Regions from separate parts of the Zea mays genome. Here region 2 is linked to region 1. The links are chromatin contacts, called in public Hi-C maps. All regions are on one chromosome and are shown on one strand. The core of a region is the stretch at or near the end of the contact, and the rest is flanking DNA. Distances in the headings are between cores, read along the strand shown.

Region 1 (5,598 bases), core at 2,328-4,827:
TCTGAGCAAAGTCCCACTCCTATGTGATAATGAGAGTGCTATCCGCATGGCGGACAACCCCGTTGAGCACAGCCGCACAAAGCACATTGACATCCGACATCACTTTTTGAGAGACCACCAGCAAATGGGAGATATCGAAGTGTTTTATGTTAGCACCGAGAACCAGCTAGCCGATATCTTTACCAAGCTTCTAGATGAGTCGACCTTTTGCAGGCTGCGTAGTGAGCTAAATGTCTTAGATTCGCAGAACTTGGATTGATTTATAGCATACATGTGTTCATACCTTTGATCATGTTCTTCATGCATTTTGTTGTTTATTTATGGTGCTCAAGTTGTACAAACACTCCCCGGACCTCAAAAGTCCATGTGTGAGTGATGCACATATTTAGGGGGAGATGTGCTACAACTTGACCCTTTGAGACTAACCGTGTGCTTGAGTTTGTTTGATTTAGTCTCAAAGGTGGATTGAAAGGGAAAAGGTGGACTTGGACCATGCAAGACTTCCACTGCACTCCGATGAGAGGGTACCTTACTCCAAGTTCATCTCAATATCCTTATTGCCTTTGTGCTCTTATTTGAAGATTTTGGTGATGCAATGGGGTTTAAGGGCCAAGATTGATCCCGTTTTGGTGCTTGATGCCAAAGGGGGAGAAAATAAGGCCAAAGCAATAAATGGATCAGCTACCACTTGAGAATTTTGAAAATAGTATAATAGAGTTTTTGGTTTGTCAAAAATCTCTTATTGTTTCTTTTGTCAAAAGTTGGCCTCTTGTGGGGAGAATGGTTGATTATGGGAAAAGGGGGAGTTTTTTTTGAAATCTTTGATCAATTTCTCTTGGAACAACTCTCTTTATGTCTCAACAAGTGTGTTTGACTTAGAGATAGGAAATTGAGGTTGATTTGCAAAAACAAACCAAGTGGTGGCAAAGAATGATCCAAATATGCCAAATTTGAATCAAAACAAATTTGAGTTTTCATTTGCATTGATGTTGCACTTCTTTAGTTGCTTTTTTGTTGTGTTGGCATAAATCACCAAAAAGGGGGAGATTGAAAGGGAAATGTGCCATTGGGCCATTTCTAAGTATTTTGGTGATTGAGTGCCAACACAAGTGCTTAAGTGTTAATCTATGCCAATTGATGGACAAAGTGCAAATCAAGAGTAAAGGTATGTTTCTAAGACTTAGTACATTATTTTGGAGACTAATGTATTGTGTCTAAGTGCTAGAAACAGGAAAAGATCAATTTGGAAAAGACTTGGCTGAGCAGCCAAGACTCTGTGCAGTCTGGGTGCACCGGACAGTGTCCGGTGCGCCAGGCTGGCGTCTGTCAACTAGCTGCTCTCGGGACTTCGACGGCGGTGTACGACTATAAATCACCGGACTGTCCGGTGGTGCACCGGACTGTCCGGTGTGCCAACAGTCGGCCCAGCCAACGGTCGGCCGCGTAATCCACGCGCGACGCGTGGCAGAGCCAACGGTCAGAAGGGGGCACCGGACTGTCCGGTGTGCACCGGACAGTGTCCGGTGCGCCAACGGCTCTGAAACTTCAACGATCGGCTTCGCTAAAGAAGGAAAGAAATCCACACCGGACAGTGTCCGGTGGTGCACCGGACAGTGTCCGGTGCGCCAGGCGACAGAAGGCAAGAATTGCCTTCCTGGAATGCTCTCAACGGCTCCTAGCTGCCTTGGGGCTATAAAAGGGACCCCTAGGCACATGGAGGAGAACATCAAGCATTCTCTAAGCATTCCTAAGCACCAAGACTTCAATTCCGCGCATTCTATTCTTTGTGATAGCAACTAGAGCTCCATTTGAGTAGAGAACTCTTTGAGTTGTGTTGAGAGCTCGTGTTGTGACTTGTGTGTGTGTTGTTGCTCTGATTTTTGTCTTGTGTGCGTTGCTCATCCCATCCTTACTTCTATGCTTCTTTGTGATAATCAAAGTGTAAGGGCGAGAGGCTCCAAGTTGTGGAGATTCCTCGCAAGCGGGATATAGTAAAGTGAAAGCAAAACACCGTGGTATTCAAGTGGGTCTTTGGACCGCTTGAAAGGGGTTGAGTGCAACCCTCGTCCGTTGGGACGCCACAACGTGGAGTAGGCAAGTGTTGGACTTGGCCGAACCACGGGATAAACCATTGTGCCATCTCTGTGTTGATCTCTTTGTGCTTATTGTGTTTTGCAAGAACTCCTCTCTAGCCACTTGGCTTTATTGTGCTAACTCCTAATCAAGTTTTGTGGCATTAAGTTTCAAGTTTTTACAAGATCACCTATTCACCCCCCCCCCCCCCCCTCTAGGTGCTCTCACATATATAATCCTAAGACCTCGTTTTGGTTTTCTAAGTATAAGAGACAACCAATAGACTGCATGATACAATCTCGAGACCATGGATCATAAATACAGTTTAGAGACAATATACATGGAGAGTCGTGAAGAGATCTTGTATTTTTCCACTTGCCCCAGGGCCGTGCCGGAAGAAAATGAGGCCCTGTACAAACTATTGAATAAAAAACTCTTCTTACTAAACTATTTAAAAACAGAACTGTAAGTATTAAAATGTTGTAATGTAGTATATACAAATGGAGTTTATAAAAAAATAACTATTTAACTCTTTATTGCATGAATTTTACTTGAATAACTTCATTCTCTTAGTGTTCATTGAAATAAATTCTTCAATGATATGCTTATATTCAATCTTGTCCAATAATCCACTCTCAAGTGCTATTGTGGCTAAATTAGTCTTTGTTGTGTCATTGTAGAACGCAAATAGGACTTCAATAGTTTTAATTTAGAAAAGCTCCGCTCTGCTGATGCAACATTCATAGGAATCCAGACACAAGCAGTCAAGCAGGAAATGTCTTCAAGAGCAGCAGGGTGCCTAGTGGCGGATAGAATTGGTTGGGGTCCTTGATACACTCGTGATGCTCCTGTGTTATCGGCCGACAGTTGCAAACAGCTGCAAATGAACAAGATCTCCCTAGCCATGCATCCGTAGGGTAGACCAAGCAAATTAGTAATGCTTGGCGGCGGAGGCTAGAGGCGAGAGGCTAAAACATCCCAACAACAGAGGAGAGAGGGTTTCATTCCAATGAAACTTAGGATACATTGTTTTATAGACAAAACTGATGCATCACTTTTGGAAACCGTGCAATGAAACTTCCATTGAGAACGGCCTTAGGACATGTACAACCCTGAGACACCAGTTCAGTTTTCTAAGTATAAGAGACGACTAAAAGACTGCATGGTACAATTTCTGAGACCATGGATCATAAATATAGCTAAGAATTACAGTATATATAAAGTCGTAAAAAGACGAGATCATGTCTCTTATATTTTTTTTACTTAGCCCCTTAAAGACTATTAAATAAGATGGTATAATAACGGTGCGACCGCTCCTATATATTGGATTACGACCGCCCACAGGCCAGCCGGCAATAACTGCTCCACCACCACCACTCGCATATATACTTATATGCATATAACAAACAAAGAATCCAACAGCAGGCATATATATATTCGCGTATAGACATACATACGTAGCTCAATAAGGACTGCATGCACGCAAACGCAGCAGCAGCTAAAGTCCTATTCCGGCAGGAGGGGCAGCACGCACAGGCACAGCTAGCAGCTGTCTGCTAGCGCGCGAGAGAGGAGAGCAGCTTGGAACCGTACGTACGCGGTGCGCCCACCCCACCGGCGGATGCCATGACGACGTACAGGGTCTGCTGCTTCCTGCGGCGGTTCCGGGCGGCGTCGAACGAGCCGTCGGAAGCGGTCGGCGACGTGTTCCGGGCGTACGCCGACGGCGGCGGCGGCTTGCTCGGGGAGGAGGCGCTGCGGAGGTTCCTGCGGGAGGTGCAGCGGGAGACCGACGCTGGCGCCGACGCGGCGGCCAAGGAGGTGGTGGCGTTCGCGGCGGAGCACAGGCTGCTCAGCAAGGGCCGCGGCCTCACCGCCGAGGGGTTCCTCCGGTGGCTCTTCAGCGACGCCAACGCCGCCCTCGATCCGCGCCGAGGGGTGAGTTTTTCTCTCCCTCTCTTTTAATTTTTCTCTGTTCGTTCTAGGAATAATCCTATAAAAACATACATCCACATATACTGTGTTGTGATCCAATTCTATATAATACAGTTTACTCGTATATCATATCAGTGTCAGTAAGAAATATCTATCTATCTATCCCCACTATTATATCTATCATATCATATCAGTTTGAGTCCTGCAGAGTTCAACATGCAGTCATGCAGATCAGACAACAGCTGCAGCTCCGCCCTTTCTGCATTGTGCACATGCACACATGCATTAAATTAGGATTTTCTTTTTTTCCCCTCTAAAGACAAAAAGGGTTATTGTTGAGAGGATTTTTTTTCCTTCTGGTCACAACTCACAGGTACTACGGCGTATTAACCGGTCTATCTGGGACCATTATTCCAGGAGAGGATACATTTACTTGAGAGCATTAATTAAGTGCCTGCCGTTCGGTCAATGGTACTGTTCATAGTTATGACTTGCCGGAAAAACGATCGGGGCGTGTGGATGTGGACTGTGGACGAATAGTTGATGAGGTCCAGTCTCCAGTGTCCCTATTGCTGGAATTTGCAAGGGCCGGGTTTTTTTTTTTTTACGAGCACGTCCGAAAACATTAGACCAAAGGACGACCTAAAGGCGTGCATAGAACGAAATTTAAATTCCGGCATGTCGGACCTAGCACTGCACATACATGGGTAATTCCTTTAATTTAGTAAGCTATGGACTGTATGCAGTTATAGTATTTAAACTTTATGTGTTCAAATATATGGACCGGTCTTAGGACGACAATGGACCGATGAAAGGTCTAGTTTGTTTTAGGGCCAGGCTGAGCCACTGTTTCTACTCTTTGGGCTGGCACGACACTACCCGCTTGAGCCCGTTTGTCCCGACTCCCGAAGCACGATGGATCTAGACCGACCTAGCCCGACACGACCCAATTCCCAGCACTAGTCCTAGCCACTGCAGGACCATTTGAATCATGTACATGCCGACCATCTACGGTACTAAAGGTGGTGGTACTAAGAAGCTTAGATCAAGGGACACAATATGGCTTTATCATAGCTTCAACTAGTGACAAAAAATAGAATTTATTAAAGTCTTGAACCGGCTAAGGGGTTGTTTGTTTAGGATTATAATATACTTAGATTGTGTTAGTTAAAAATAAGTTAGATTATATAATCTGGACAGATTATAATTTCAAATAAAAGGCTCTAAGCACGTAAAAAACATAGTTCAAAAGTTATATGATAACGTATAGATAACATATGAAAAATACCATTACAAAGTAATACATTGATTCTCACTCATTAACTATTTGAAATCTGCTAGAGGTAAAATCTATTACAAGAATTAAAAAAACATATATTGAACACTTAATTTTATCGTGCCGGTCTATGTTTTAGAACATAATATACTTAATTATTTGAAGCCAATCTATGTTAACGATATCCATAAAAATATACTATTTTAAAAATCATATTGAGTCTAGCAACAATATCACTCTTGTGCTGTTCTCCCATCAATGATGCTCATGAAAATTGTTTGACTTATAACAAACCTTGACACATTGTATTTATG
Region 2 (5,287 bases), core at 1,744-4,243, 170 kb before region 1:
ATAGTTTTATAGAGTGACAACATGGATTTGGCATTACAACGTTACTTATGAAAAAGTATTCATGGTATATAAATCTTCGAATAAATGTCATATTGGAGAACATGTCGATGTCCAAATAGGCTTATATCCATGACAAGAGCAAGTATACCTGTTGAACTTAAAAATAAAGCGCCAAAGGAAAATGAATATACTGGGAACCATAATCACCCTTAAGAAAGTGTCTACAACAGCTACAGAGCAGACAGAAAGCTAACAGTATGCCTTTTCAGTGAATACAGGATGAGAAAAATTTTGCAAGGATGTCATTGTAACATGAGTTTTGACTGGAAGCACTTAAGCATTTTAGCTAATAGTTAGGGGGCTGAATGCAAACAAAATAATAACAAACTATTGCAACGAATACCATCACTTAATCTAAGCAAACTGCCATATCAATAATGAACAGTATATTTGTAAGTGTTCTTTGTCCAAAGTCACCCAGTGTGCTTCTCAACATAAGAATGGCAAAGCTGACATATAACAAGTAGTGTTGTTGCAACCAAGCTTCTTGAGCCCATTCTATTTGTTCAGGTAAGGAATCATGGCTGCATTTGGCATCACAGCACAGCACAGCACAGAAGATGGTGCATTTGGTTCCATCCTAAATACTGGTCATTTCAGCAAACACTGGCTTAAATACATCCCCTGACATTACTGTAGAATCAATGCCAAGTTGGCAATGGCCCAAAAATATCACATACGTAAGACTGAGAACTACCAATGTGCTCTCAAGTTCAGGCCTTCCAACATCTCTGCCCAAACATCTCTAACCAAACCCACACACTTAAGTCACAGCATTATGGGTCCTACATTTAGCTTACTCTACAAGCATAGTAAAGAACAATACATGCAGTACAAGCTTTTGTAGTCCTTTACAATCCCTTATGTGCAATATTTTGACCTGTGTGGCAAGTAGTGTCAGTTTACAACAACTAAGCCTTTTAGTACCAAGCAAGTAAAAAAACAAATTACTAGCCATATGTTTTGTTCAAATCAACTTCAAAAACTAGTCTGCCCAGTGAAATATATTTAACATATTTATTTTCATGCAATTGAACAGAATACAGAAATAGCACATTACCAAAAGTCCAAAACATTCCATCCCAGCAACCAAACAGAAAACTTACTGGAATAAATCAACAATTATATGTCCAAGATTTCAATCAGGGTGCTGCGATTAGAAGGATCAAGAATATTTACAAAGTGGTTTAACAAATGTGATGATAATGAGAAGTGTTTTAAAGTGGAGGAGAAAATTATAAAGAAAAGGAACCCCAGCAAAAACTAGAACCTATATGGAGGACTAGAAAATTAAACTAGATATTTTGTTTCACCAAAAAGGCATATATGGACGACTAGAAAATAAAATTAGATCTTTTGTATCACCAAACAGGCATATGCAAAGTCAGAAGAGCTCTATAAACTTTGAAGAATCTACATGAAGCCACTAATACTTGTGGTGTATACCGATACAAAACGAGGACAACATTTAGCTTATTTAGCCCCTGAACCGAATATAAAACAAAACATTAGAGAACATTTAACAGGCACTTAGTTGCAGACAATTATCATAATATTCCGCATAATATGAACACCATAAACAAAAAACAACAAATCTTATGCTACTTTAGAAGTGATAAAAATGAGAAGACAAAGTACCGCCTTGTGGAAGCTAGGAAACATCAGATATCCTGGCATTTGTACTTGTCACAAAGAGCCAGATCCTTAAAACAATGTCCATATCCATAACCACTACTAAGCTATGAAATCCATAGGTCAAATTGGGTGAAATCTTACTGCACATCCAAACACAAGGAAGATGGCCCCTAATCAGTAATCACCCAAATCCTACCCAGCCCCCATGCCATAAATCAGAAGTAGCACCGGATCTCTACAAGAACCCAACATCTAAACAAACAAATCACCAAGAAATGAAACAAGCTAGGCCAAGTAAGCCCCTACTCCCTAAAGCTCAGCAGAAAGCAATGGAAAGGGATTTCTTTTACTAAAGATACTATCTTTTTTAAGCGTGTGATAGCCGAATCCCTACTCGCACAACGTTCCTGCTATATGCAGCATCAGGAGGACAAAACTGGCGCAGATTCATAGCTAAAATGGCCAAATCGAGGTAGAAGAACATGTGAAAAACCTAAGATTTCACCAAACCGACCGCTGGGCAGGCCCCAGACACCGGCTTCCACGGCCGCCGCCAAACCCTAAGCGAGAAACCCCCGCCCAGACCAAGAATCCTCGGAACCCAGGCTGCCCAGGCCACAGATCAGCGAACAGAGCAGAAGGAGCTGCCGAGACGACGCACTCACCATAGCCGGCCAGGCCGGGAAGCCCTTCATCTTGGCGAGCACGAGGTCGCCCACCTTCCACTTGGCCGCGGCCGCGGCCGCGGCGGCAGCTGCTGCGCGCTTCCTCTTCGCCGGCGCCATCGCCCGCCACCGCCCGTCGACCAGCCCGCCGCGGACCCCCGCCCAGCACCGATCAGGGCTGACAGGGCAACCGCGCGACGGCTAACGCCTGTGCCCGTGGAGCGGCGGCGGGTCCGCAGGAAGCCAGTGTGCTTCGCCCGCCCGTAGTCCTAGTTCTCTCAGCGGTGGCGGCGGCGGCGGCGGCGAGGAGAAGAGGCGTGGGAGGGAGAGCAGGAGGAAAGGTAGCTTTGGGGATTTTTTATATTTTTTTAGTTCTCCTCTCGGAATGGTTTTTGTGCGCGTTTTAGTAGTTTATTTTTTACGAAGTATTATTTACTCGAGCCGTCGAGCCGAGCGTGCGACTTCGCTAGTTTGACAGGGGAGGGGGGTGGGGGCTGGTAGTTCGGTGGAAAGAAGCGAGGACGCTGGACGCACGAGGGCGCGGCGTGGGAGGGATGAAGCGGTGGCCTGCGGGCGTCGTGGGGAGCGGGGTGCGCGTTTAAAGAGCAGCCAAGGAGGCTGGGTATGTGGACGGAGTCACCATAGCCGGAGCCCGGAGATGGCTTTGCTGCCACATGGCCATCTCCGTATCTGTCCCAGCCTTTGTTTTCTGTTTTTTTACAGTATATAGCCTTTGTTTTCTGTTTTTTATAGTATATAGTTTATGTTAATGTTATGATCATAATAAAGAAAGAAGTGAAAAGAGGGCAACGGTAGCGACGGCATGAATGAGAAGTAGAGAGTGGCGGGTCACTGGTGAGGGAGAGATAAGAGATGATTCAAATAATATTATCCATTAAATTTGAGTAGGGATGGAGTTATTCAATTGTTTAAATCATTAGTTTTAATGATGTGTTACGTCTGGGTGTAATTTATTTTGTAGATTTAATAGAGGTTATGAGTGTGGGAGTGATTTGGTTGAGTTGTTTTTGTAAAATTTAGACTGGTTGATTATATAACGATGATGATAATAGATAATCGAAACTCGTTTTGTTGTAGCGGAGGGTTTATGGGCCAAACTCCACTATTTTTGTGTGGTTTTCTACTCCTACTATGTAGGAGTGTTTGGTTCCATAAAACTAAAGTTTAGTCACTGTCACATCCTTCTTTGTGTGATTTTTTTATGTGGTGATGGCCTAACACCTATGTGTATAGGTTGTGTTTGGTTTAGTACATAAGGTCATCTTTGTTAGGGTTGTTCTATGGCTCGGTCAAGATGACTGTGTCGGAGTTTATCCAACTCAATTGTACATTGATCGAGGGTGAGTTGTTTCCATGGATTGCGACCTCCAGTTACAGGAACACAATATAAAAGGGAAGCTAAGGCACGGAAACCAACACGTTGTAACACCGACAAATCCTAACCGCCACATTTACTCAGAGGTCCTAATCTACCTAGTGTTCCCAGCGACCGGAAGAGCTGCCACCAATGACGTCCACAAAGCTCGGCCACCCACGAGGCCAGACACTAAGGAGCCCCCTCTTTCGTCAACTACACATGGTCGGGACAACACTGGAGAAGGATCAAAGGGACATGGTGCACCAGTGATGGACACCACCGCGATGACCAATGATGCCACCCCCTCGAACAAGAAGGTATGTAAGAGATCATTCCCCTTAACCCTCATATTAGGTTTTAGGACTCCTGCCATCATCAAGGTAGCATCAAATTGGCAAATTAGGGACTTAAGATGAGATGCTCTAAGTTTTATATCAATGGCATCGAAGACAACATAAGGGTCCCTAGTTCACTTATCCGGTGAATTAGAGTCAAGAAAGAGTCTAGGGGTCAAAAAAAATAAGGGATCAGGGTTCATCCGCCTACGCAAAGGGTAGCCCACGCGAGGGTCAAGCACCACGGTCGAGTAACTCCGTAGAGAGCCATGTGCCTTTTCCGCGCGCAAGTGGTGCTCCGCTTCCGGCTCCGCTTCCGGCTCCCCGTTGTCTCCACTGTTGAGCTTCCGACCAAAAAGTCACGGGCCTCGCTCTCTCCGGTGCACGGTGGCGGCCGTGACACAAATGCGGTTGTCACTGTCTCGCAAGACTCTCGCCTCACTCGGTACAATTACAACGGCTCGCGCAAGAGCCGAGGGTTGTGTGGTTTTTCTAAACTCACTCAGCTAATTAGGATTCACCTAGATCAAGCGCTAAAGCGGTCTAACTAACCTAAGCACTTCACAAAGCACCTACGCTAATCACCGAGTGATTCTATTAAGCACTTTGTGTATGAGCTCTTGGGAATGCCTATATTATGCCTTTGTATGTTGCTTAGGCTCCCACACCTTGAAATGGTCGGTTGGGAGTATTCATAGGCTCCAACACAATTCTAGCCATTGGAGAAAAGATGCTGCTCTCTGCGGCACACCGGACAGTCTGGTGCCCCTGTCCGGTGCGCCTAGCCGTTGGATCTGACACCGCAGGTGACCGATGGCGCTGCAGGCTTTTACACCGGACAGTCTGGACATCACACCGAACTAGGGCTGGATATCGAGCTGGCTCGACTCGACTCGACTCGTTTTAGCTCGTTATGATAATGAGCCAGCTCAACTCGACTCGTTAACAAAACGAGCTAAAGAAGCTGCTCCGCTTGACTCGTTTAGCAGCTCGAGCTAGCTCGATTAGCTCGTGAGCCAACTCCATATCAAAACAAACACAAAACTGAAAATTCATATAATCACTTTACAAAATAGAAACCAGCTCATTCAATCAAACAAACAAAAATAATTGGATACTTCCACTCACAAACTGACAAACATAGGATCAAATTTCTCCCAACATGTCGCCGACTTCTTCTTGGATGCAGGGTCTTTGTGCGCCTGCTCACAGAA

What was found. Hi-C and Micro-C count contacts between places; a contact is called where the count stands out from the background.
Region 2: a Hi-C map of ear shows a contact between it and region 1, with 3 times the contacts expected there. The contact joins the promoter of LOC103639119 here to the promoter of LOC100191939 in region 1. A contact is called at or near these places in 11 of 25 Hi-C or Micro-C datasets (bundle sheath, ear, endosperm and 4 more).

Annotation. Positions count from the first base shown.
Region 1 is chr9:133,946,202-133,951,799 of Zm-B73-REFERENCE-NAM-5.0, reverse strand. It overlaps LOC100191939 (Phosphoinositide phospholipase C 2), which reads left to right and starts at 3,577. Exons shown (of 6, transcript NM_001361552.1): 1 at 3,577-4,011. The coding sequence starts at 3,700.
Region 2 is chr9:134,111,150-134,116,436 of Zm-B73-REFERENCE-NAM-5.0, reverse strand. It overlaps LOC103639119 (protein HUA2-LIKE 2), which reads right to left and starts at 2,993. Exons shown (of 14, transcript XM_035962675.1): 1 at 2,361-2,993.